2 separate regions of the Oryctolagus cuniculus genome follow, and region 2 is linked to region 1. Evidence: chromatin contacts called from public Micro-C data. All regions are on one chromosome and are shown on one strand. Each heading gives the region's core, a stretch centred on a gene start, on an enhancer-like site or on the middle of the called end of the contact. The rest is flanking DNA. Distances are from core to core; before and after follow the strand shown. Region 1 holds the start of GAB1 (GRB2 associated binding protein 1). Region 2 has its middle 48 kb from the start of GAB1.

Region 1 (4,272 bases), core at 1,652-4,151:
AATTAAAAAGGACAAGAATGTAACAAGAATGGAGAGACTAGTAAATTTGCTAAAGCCAACAGTTAACTGTCCAACAGAGGACTGGTCTTACCAATGCTAATGCTAACTCTAATTACTTTTAATTCAGTGTACACACTGCCTGTGGGAGTATCTGATGATTTATTTTCATTTGGAGGACTTTTGTGGGATGACCTATGTTCACATACATTAAAAGAATTGCTTTGGTTTATTAACTTCCATAAAAATTACACTTACTGATGTCCTAACATGCAGCAAAACCCTCCAACATCTACACGCCCAGCATTTAAAATTCTATGATGTCGAATTTTCATTGAAATTCTGTAAAGTCAGTATTGCCAGGTCCATTTCACCTATCAGGAAACTGAAATTCATTGTGTACTTTGCCCAAGGTCACGACTCTACACGGGTGACTGGAGAAATGAAACCAGGTCTGGAAGAAGCTTAGTCCTGGCCATACTCTGAAGTACCTGCCAAAAGATGAAAGCCCCTAAAGGCCAACAGAACCAGATCTCTTCAGATGTGTTTTCTAGTAATGATGCTCTCTCTATAAGTGGAAGATAGCATTAGAACGCCAGCCTTATTTTCTGATAACTTACTGGGTTACTTTACCATCTGTATTGTCTGGGTATTCTTGGACATTGCTGGACAGTGTAGGGGATATTATTCTAATGAGAATAATAGGGAAGGAGGAAGCCCGCTTAAACAGTGCAATGGAGGCATCTCTGATCAGCTTAGGGGGCGACAGCTTGCACAATTCAGTTGCTTCCCTCCCACACCACTGCCACTTGGGCTCACTATAAAGTAACCCTCTTGCTGCTTCCTTCTCTTTCAAGACCTGCTTACGTTTTTCCCTTTACTTATCCACAAAACAGAAGTTGAGCCCCCCTTTCATCTTTCAAATCTCTGGTAAAATACTTCCTTGAAGAAGACAACCCTCTCATCCTATCCCAGTGCCACCACCGCTGTTTCTGCTTGCCCTGTGTGTTTCCTCAGAGCACACGTTTATTCCAAACTGTGGATTTGCTGACCTTTGTTTACCGTCCTACGCCACCACTTCCATGTACGCAGGATCTATGTCTTGTCACCCCATTTCTTACCCCAGTGTATAACATTTCAAACTCAGTGGGACTCTTAAATCCGAAAATGATGTTAACAAAAAGCTATTTTTTCCCAGACATATTCCTTTATCTCCTCGTGTTTTTAGCACTTTGATTACATTATCTTCTAAAGTGTGTACGGGGGCTTTGCTTTTCATAAATAATCGGAAAAGATTTCTGTTACAGGATCATGTTAAATTCACGCCCAGAGGCAAACAGAACCTGGACACCCAGGAAGGCTCCGTCTTCTAGCCAACATCCCGGGGGTCCACTTTTGAGGCACGGAGGCAAGTGGAGGGCACAGGCACCAATCGGAGGGAGTCTAGGATGTCCCAGAGTCAGACCCATTCATGTCCTGTGGCCCCGCTCAGCGCCTCCAGCCCTCCAACAGAACTCCACCGAGGCCACCCCGCGCCAACCCCGGTGGGTCCCCTCGGTCCTCCGCCTGCAGGTTGGTCGCCATGGCGCGCTCCCCCGCGCCTCGCCCTGCGGTCCCAGCCCTTCAGTCCCGAGCGGCTGCGGTGCGCGGCATCGCTGCCTCCCTCCAGGCCGGTTTTCTTTTCAGGCTGTCAAGTAGTGCACCCCACCCCCCACCCCCGCCCCGCAACCTCCAAAAGAAAAAAAAAACAAAACTTCTGATCGCTGGCACCAGTTGGATTCCCAACTGACACCTGGACTCAGTCAAGATGGCAAACCCAGGACCGGACATTCGGACGTCCCTCGCTCCGCCCCGCAGCCGAGCCCCCGCGGCGTCGCCCTCGGCCCAGGCCTCCGCCGCCTTCCCGGGCTGGGAGCCGGCTGGGGGCCGCGGGGCGGCCGGGGACCCTGCTCCAGCTTCCCCGAACTACAGATCCCAGGGTGCCTCTCGGACTCCCGCGCCCTCCCTCCCTCGTCCCCTCCCTCCCTCCGTCGGTCTCCTCCTCCCTGGCCCTTGTTGTTGTGGCTGGAAGCGCTCCGGCGGAGTTTAAGAGAAAGTCTGGGCACACAACGGAGCTGGGCCCGACCGTGGGAAGGGGCGGAGGAAGAGGGAGCTCGCAGGCCGGAGAGGGAGGGAGCGGGAGCGGGCGCGGAGCCGCGCGCCCCGGGGTGGGGGAGGCGGCGGGGGAGGAGCGCGAGGGGACGGGACAGTGGGATCCCTCCCTGGAGCCGCGCCGCCGAGCGCCCAGTTCCTCCGCCGCTCCCCGCCCTCCGCGGCGGCCGCGAGAGTGGACCCACCCTCCGCCCGGACCCGCGACCTCTCAAGCGCCCGACTCCCCTGCGCCTGCCCGCCCGCTCGCTCTTCGCCTCAGAATCGGCGGCTCCCTCGCCGGCGCGGGACCTGCCCTGCGTCCGCTGCCCGCGGGAGCCTCGCGGCTTTTTCCTTTTCCTCTCGGCTGCCCGGGCGCCGCGGAGCAGCGACCCGCCCTCCTCCGGGGAAGAGGGAAGGAGGAGATCGCGCCGGGCGCACCGAGACCGAGAGCGGACGCGCGGGACTGGGCATTGTGTGTGTGCCTGTGCATTGCTGTCTTGTTTCGGAAAGCTGCTGGCGGAGGTCCTGTTCCCAGGGGGCGGAGCGCAGGGGGCCCGAGGCTCCGGCTCCGTGTCCGGGCAGAGTCCCGCGGAGCCCAAACGCTGCTTGAAGCGGCGGCCGGCGGGACCCCGAGGTGGGCGCACTGAAAGGAGGCCGGCGCGCCTTCGGCCCCGCGGAAACCGCGGCTCACGTTGCGCTCCCGCCTGCTGACCTGAGGAGGAGAGAGGCTCGATCGCGCCGGGCCAGCGAGCCGCGGAGCCGGCCAGCCCCGACGGCCCGGGGTGCGTGTCGGCTGTGTCGGGAGCGCGCCCACCGGGCTCTCGATCGGGCACCATGAGCGGCGGCGAAGTGGTCTGCTCGGGATGGCTCCGCAAGTCCCCGCCGGAGAAAAAGTTGAAGCGTTATGTAAGTAGAGCCCCGGCCGCCGCGCCCACACCCCTCCTCGGGGCCGCCCATCTCGGCCTCTTTCCCCCCCGGCCCCTGGCAGCCTCGGGACCGGGTGCTGTTCACGCTCGCCCTGGTTCCACTTGGCCAGCAACTTTGCTGCTTTGGATCCCAGCCGGCCCTGCTTCGCGGGCCTCGGCGTCCCCTCGGAGGGCCCGGCGTTTCCAGCTGAGCGCCGCTGCCTGGTTTCCTTCTTGCTTTTAGCCGGGGTAGGGGGCCACGACGAGAGGGGCGGTCACCTTTCTTGATAGCCGCCGCTGTGCCCCCACATTTCGCGCACTAGGAAAACTGCCCCCAGCCCTCCTCCCTTTAGTCCACGCTCCCGGCTCCTGCCCCTCCAGGCGGACCTGCGACATTGATAGGAGAGACCTGCAAAAGGCGTAGAAAAAGCAAAGTTCTTAGGCGCCCTGGCGTTGGCCGAGCAGGGTTCGCATTTTCGCGGTTGGAATTGAGAGGCACTGGGGTTTGGCCCGAGAACCTTGGCGGCTGCGTGCGCTGGGGGGAGCCTAGTGGCTGGTGTTTGGGCGCCTTGGTCGCGCTGTCATGCCCCGCTGAAGCCACGAGGGATTTCTGTGTGTTGCAGTCCCTTCCCAGGGCACCGGAGTGGCTTACATGGTATTTGTGTAATAGATACGAGACGCACACTGTGTGTCAAGTCGTCGTAGCTATTGGGAGAAATATTCCTTGAAAGACTCCGCCTCACTGTAGTGGGAATCCCTGTCCTCTAAAGGGCTCTGGTATTCCTCCTCCCCATTGGTTCGTTGGTCGCTGGCCCCTGCAAAGGGAAGAAATGACACTTCTGTCCTGGCATCTGGAGAAACATGACTTTCTGTAAGTTGTGTTTTCAAAAGCAAAACAAATGCTCCCGTAAGCTTGAGGCACTACCTGCGTGGATGGAACCTGTTTTTTTTTGTTTTTTTTTTTAAAGAACATCTACAGTTGGTATGGAGCTCCGGTTAATCCTGTTAGTCACTGTTTACTTGCATAGCAGAGAGTGAAGTGTGATATTTAACTTCACTGACAGCTCCCCAGTGAGTTTCTGGTTTACTTTCCGTTTGTTATGGACAGCTAATTTTGCGGAGGGACTCGCTTCCAAATCCTGGCTCTGTCTATCATAGTTTGCCCGAATATTTTGGTAAAGATGCACACACTTGATGCTAAAAATTTGAGAGAGGCAGGGGCAGGGTTGTTTGCTTTGTG
Region 2 (4,819 bases), core at 1,429-3,928, 48 kb before region 1:
TTCACCATATGATTGTTCCCCTGCACCCACCATTGACCAGCCTCCACAGATGCCAGACCACGAGGCTGCCTGATCCTGAACTGCAACCTCCAGACTGTAAAGCTGAAATAAACCTTTTCTTTACCAAGAAGCTCCTCTTGTGTGTTTTAGTTAAAGTAGCCAAAAGCAGACAAATACAAAAAAAATGGTGCCAAGAAGTAGCATCACTACAATAACTATACCTGAAAATGTGGGAGACCCATTGGAATTGGTTTGCTAGGAAAGCTTGGAAGAATTTGGAGAAGTCTAGGGAAAGCTTAGCATGATTTAAGCAGAGTGTAAAGAACAATTCTGATGAGGGGGCAGGAGACCAGAATGATGGTACAAATATGGACAGTAAAGGCCATGCTGATGAGGTTTCACTGAGAAATAAGAATTCTATTGAGAATTGGACTGAAGATCACCATGTTACAAGGTGGCAAAGAACTTGATTGTATTGTGTTCACGTCCTGAGATCTGGTGCAAAATTGCATTTAAAGACAGTGGATTCAGTTGTTTGTTAGAAGAAAATTTTAGGGCAGCCAAGTGTTCCAGCTGCAGCATGAATGTTAGTGGCTTCTCCTAGTAAGCTTTTCAGAGAGAGTCAGGAGCAAAAAGGAACAAAATATCTTCAGATGGAAGATTTGGAAAAAGATGCACATTAGCCAGAAGAGAAATGAAGACAAAGTCATGTTTTGTGGACAGGAAAACACCATAGAGAAACTGTTTACTAAAGGGAGAAGTTTAGGCAAAGAGAGCCACGTGTTAATGAATAAGACAGTAGAAGAAAGACCCCGAAGACATTTTAGAGATCTTTGGGGCTTTCCTATCACAGGTCCATCAGATGATCACAGATCTAAGGTGGACTCCTTTCAGGAAGGAATCCTTGGGCACTCTTCTCTCCAGAGTCTGGCTTGCCATGCCCAAGCCAGGCTCCTGTAGCTGGAAGACACTGTTATTGTCCACGTGGTGCTGTTTCTGCAAGTATGAAGAATCCAAGCGTTGTGGCGTCCTGGCAACCGCCACTGAGATTCCAAAGGAAAGCCTGGGAGGCCCAGCAGAGGGATGCTGCAGGGCAGGAGTCCATGCACGGAACAACGTGTAGTGGAGCTGCGAGAGGGGAGCTGCAGAGGAAACCGCCCCCTCCCAAAAAACAGAGGCACCACCAAACAGGAGGCATGGGAAGCTACAAGAGTGGGGCAGAACAGCCTGGGAAAGCCAGAAGTATTAGAGTGCTCTTCAGAGAGCAGCCGTGTGGGCAAAGACCAATAAGGCGGGGGAGGTATGGCGGCTTACCCCTAGATTTCCAAAGGTGTTTCAGAAAAACAGGGAATCTAAACAGAGTTCAATTCCAAGGGAAGAGTCACTACAAGGAGCCCCTGCTAGGGCAATGCCTCGTGGAGCTGCAAATATGAGACTTGCATCTGCAAGGACTGAAACACTGGCTGTGACCAGCAAAGCTGTAAGGGCAAGGCTGCCCAAATCTCTGGGATCCCAGCCCTCAACAAAGCATGAAGATGCCAGACAGAGAACACCTTGATGAGATTATGGAAAAGGGACTTTTAAATTAATATTCATCAGAGTTAAGCATTTGGGACTTTTGGGGTGGAATTGATTGCGTTTTGCATGCAATAAGGATACAAGTCTGGGGAGCAAGGGGCAGAATTGTGTGGGTTGAGTAGGTCTTGTCTCCCCAAAATTCACATAGACGTTGAACATCTCTTAATAGTCTCTTAACATCAATGGTTAGTGGTTTAAGGGTGGACAATTGTAAAGCATGTGAGAAGTGAGTCTGGTGGGAGGTGTTTAAGTCATTGGGGGCATTCCCTTGGAGGCTAGTTCTTATGAGAGGGTTGATGATTTGACTTCTAGTTCTGCTTAGCTCTCTCTGCCTCCTAGCTTAATCTAAGACTGTTCCTCTGTATGTGCCATGTCCAGCTGCCACAGACACCAACTATGGGGTTGCCCAGTCCTGAACTATAACCTCAAAATTATAAATTGAAATAAGCCTTTTCTTTACCAAGAATTTCTGTCGCAGGTTTTTCTTTCCACTGAATTTTTAGAAGTGTCACAGCTTTTTTGTGTTACACCACTTACTCTCTGCTGTGTTCTCTGTCTCATGATCATGAAGGATGAGGCACATGCACAAAGTTTATTAAGTGAAAGAATAAGTTCCCAGCAGCACCAGGAGGGGTTCTGAGGACAGGGTAGCTGTTAGGAGAACCTGCCTAGATCTCCTTTAGGACCAGAAAGGGGAAGTGCTCATGGTTGGTCTGGGAAAGATGCAAATGAGAAACTATGTAGTGACTGTTCTGATTGGTTCTTGGCTATGGTAATTGGGTGAAAGTTCAGTCTCCAATCATGGAAGTCAATTACTTGATTTCCCTCATTTCTTCCAGGGCTCACGTCCAGAGAGCAGGAAGGACCCACCCTGGTCCCTGTCTACCCAGCTGAGTATCTGTCACCCTATCAGCTCCACTTGGGTACTCTAGTTAAAGTAATAAAGACAGACAAATACAGCCACACTTTGAGAATCTCTGTTAACCTACACTCAGGCGTTGTTTGCAGCTCTGACATAGCACTTCCACACAAGGGCAAAAACATCCACCCAGCCTCTCCCTTTCGCAAAGGTCTGGGTTTCTTTTCTAATTGACAGGCTATCTCAACCCATCTTTCACTGCACTAGCCGCATGGCAAGAAAAGAAAAGTAAAAGCAAGTTAACTATCTGAAAAGCCAAATAATTGCCACTTGCCTCCAACGAATGTTCCAAGCAGCAGAGAAAAAAATGTTAATCTCCTCCTCCCCAAGAAACTACAGCCCCTGTCATGCTGACCCAGTTTTTGATCTTCATTCTGTAGAAGGTTTAACCTTAAGCTTAGATGTGCCATTCATGGGTTGCTAGTCACATGCTTGCCAGATGAATGACATTTTGCAAAAATATTTACAATCAAATAAAGAAATGAACACATCTACTAAAAATATCATAGAACTGTTTGACCATCCCAGAGAAACAGACACAAATATGATCAACACACTGACACACAATAACTCTTGGATTCCTTTTCCTCTTTAGACTCATGGTTTCTGAAAATGATTTTAACCATGCAAATTAGAGAAGCTAAAGTTAATTCTATAATGCACTAGATGGTTGCTAGGATAACTATTGATTTTTTCTAACCTCAAATGACATTTATTTAGAAACACATACAAATCGTCACTGCTTCTAGCTTGAACGATAATTTATAAAGTTTTAGGGGTTAGGACATTTAAAATATTTTTTTCTTGGAAGCTATATTCCAGTCTGGAATGTTTGTGGGAAATATCCTCTACTGGGAGAAGTCCTATTCCAAACGTCTTGATTAATTAACATAACTGCTTTGAGGACGAGGGGAATGGCATCTCACCTCTGGCAGGGCTCTGGAAGGACCCTGGCAGGATTCTGTGGAAACTCCAAAGCCAGCCAAACACAGAGAAGCCAGGTCTCTTCCATTCATGGCTGGGCCCATTCCAGAAAAACGCCCTGGGCTTGGGGCAGCTCTGGAGAGGCTCTGCTCCAGTGGGCAGCCAACCAAAAACCATTTCTTCTGCTCCCTGGTCCCCTGAGAGAATGAGTCAGCCTTGGAGCCCGGGAGGTGCTGGCTGCTGATGAGCTCGGGAGGACCCTGTCAAGAACAGCCCTGTTGTCCTGCTTTGCACTCTGAGCCTGTCCATGCAAAATTCCAATACGAAATGAGGCATTGTGGGAAAGAAATACAGTATTTTCTGAAAATTTCCTGCTTGCTTCCTAAACTTACTTTCAAACAATTATGTAGATCTCACATCAATCCTGCGAGATGGGGAATATTGCAGGGTCTTCTATAAAACACGAGGAAAAATGCGCTCAGGGAGATTAAGTCCTATACCCAGCATCACAGAGCACATTAGTGGTAGAGCCAGAATAAAGACCAGAGCCCATTTCACTTCAAAGTCACTGTGTTCTCCACCAGATCCCTCTAATTACCTACAGGAAAGGGGAAAATTCAAAACAGCTCTACACTAATTTATTTTCAACCACTCAGACACTGAGTGAGAAATAAATAATTTCCAGGTTTTTCTCAACGTCAAGAAGTGATTCCTACTACCAGGTCCTTGGATAACATTATAAGGTAGGTGATGCGGGGTTTACACGACCCCGTCTCCCAGTTTCCCTTTCCTGCTCAACTTCTACCATCCAAAGCCCATATTATCTCCTTTATCAACAGAGCTCCCCTCCAGCTCCTGAGTTTTCCAGAAGCCTGATGTGATTTCCCATCCAAGGTCATAAAGCCCATTTAATTGTACCAGTGTCCTCTGTTCTGTACACGAAGAAATCCATCTCATAAAAGTCTTGGAGGTAAACATTCCTAGCCAAGAAATTAACCCCTTCTTACCAATAAGAGGGGTGTTCCATAAGTACATGAAAAATATGCACTGTCTATTAAATCCATTTTCCTATGAACTTTTTCATGTACCCTGTACTTCCAATACTTCCATGTACCTCGGTTCAACTTGTGAAATGAGAGTAAAATATTATCTGAGAAATTTTTAGCACTTTAATGACAAGTTCAACTATTCAAAGATATATCTGTATTTTATAGGAAGGACTTTCAGTGAATTTTGAACCTAGAACAAGTTTTTTTTTCTGCTAAATAAAACATTATTCATTACAGTAACTGCAAAACAAACATTGTAATATATGTTCTAAATCAATTTTTTAAAAATCCGCTAAAGCAGTCACTTTATAATTTTCCCAAAAATAACTGGTTAAGTTTGATGCATCTA

Evidence for each region. Hi-C and Micro-C count contacts between places; a contact is called where the count stands out from the background.
Region 2: a Micro-C map of ear pinna shows a contact between it and region 1, with 1.9 times the contacts expected there. The contact joins the enhancer-like site here to the promoter of GAB1 in region 1. A contact is called at or near these places in 2 of 6 Hi-C or Micro-C datasets (ear pinna and psoas muscle).

What each region holds. Positions count from the first base shown.
Region 1 is chr8:21,239,370-21,243,641 of mOryCun1.1, reverse strand. GAB1 (GRB2 associated binding protein 1) reads left to right here and starts at 2,901. Exons shown (of 10, transcript XM_017347322.3): 1 at 2,901-3,033. The coding sequence starts at 2,962.
Region 2 is chr8:21,286,715-21,291,533 of mOryCun1.1, reverse strand. No RefSeq gene overlaps it. Among named protein-coding and RNA genes, the nearest start is that of GAB1, 48 kb to the right of the region's middle. Within about 2 kb of position 2,678, at least 2 of the 8 cell types and tissues checked have an H3K27ac peak or open chromatin away from gene starts, as enhancers often do. A contact at or near this core is called in ear pinna, where this site is marked.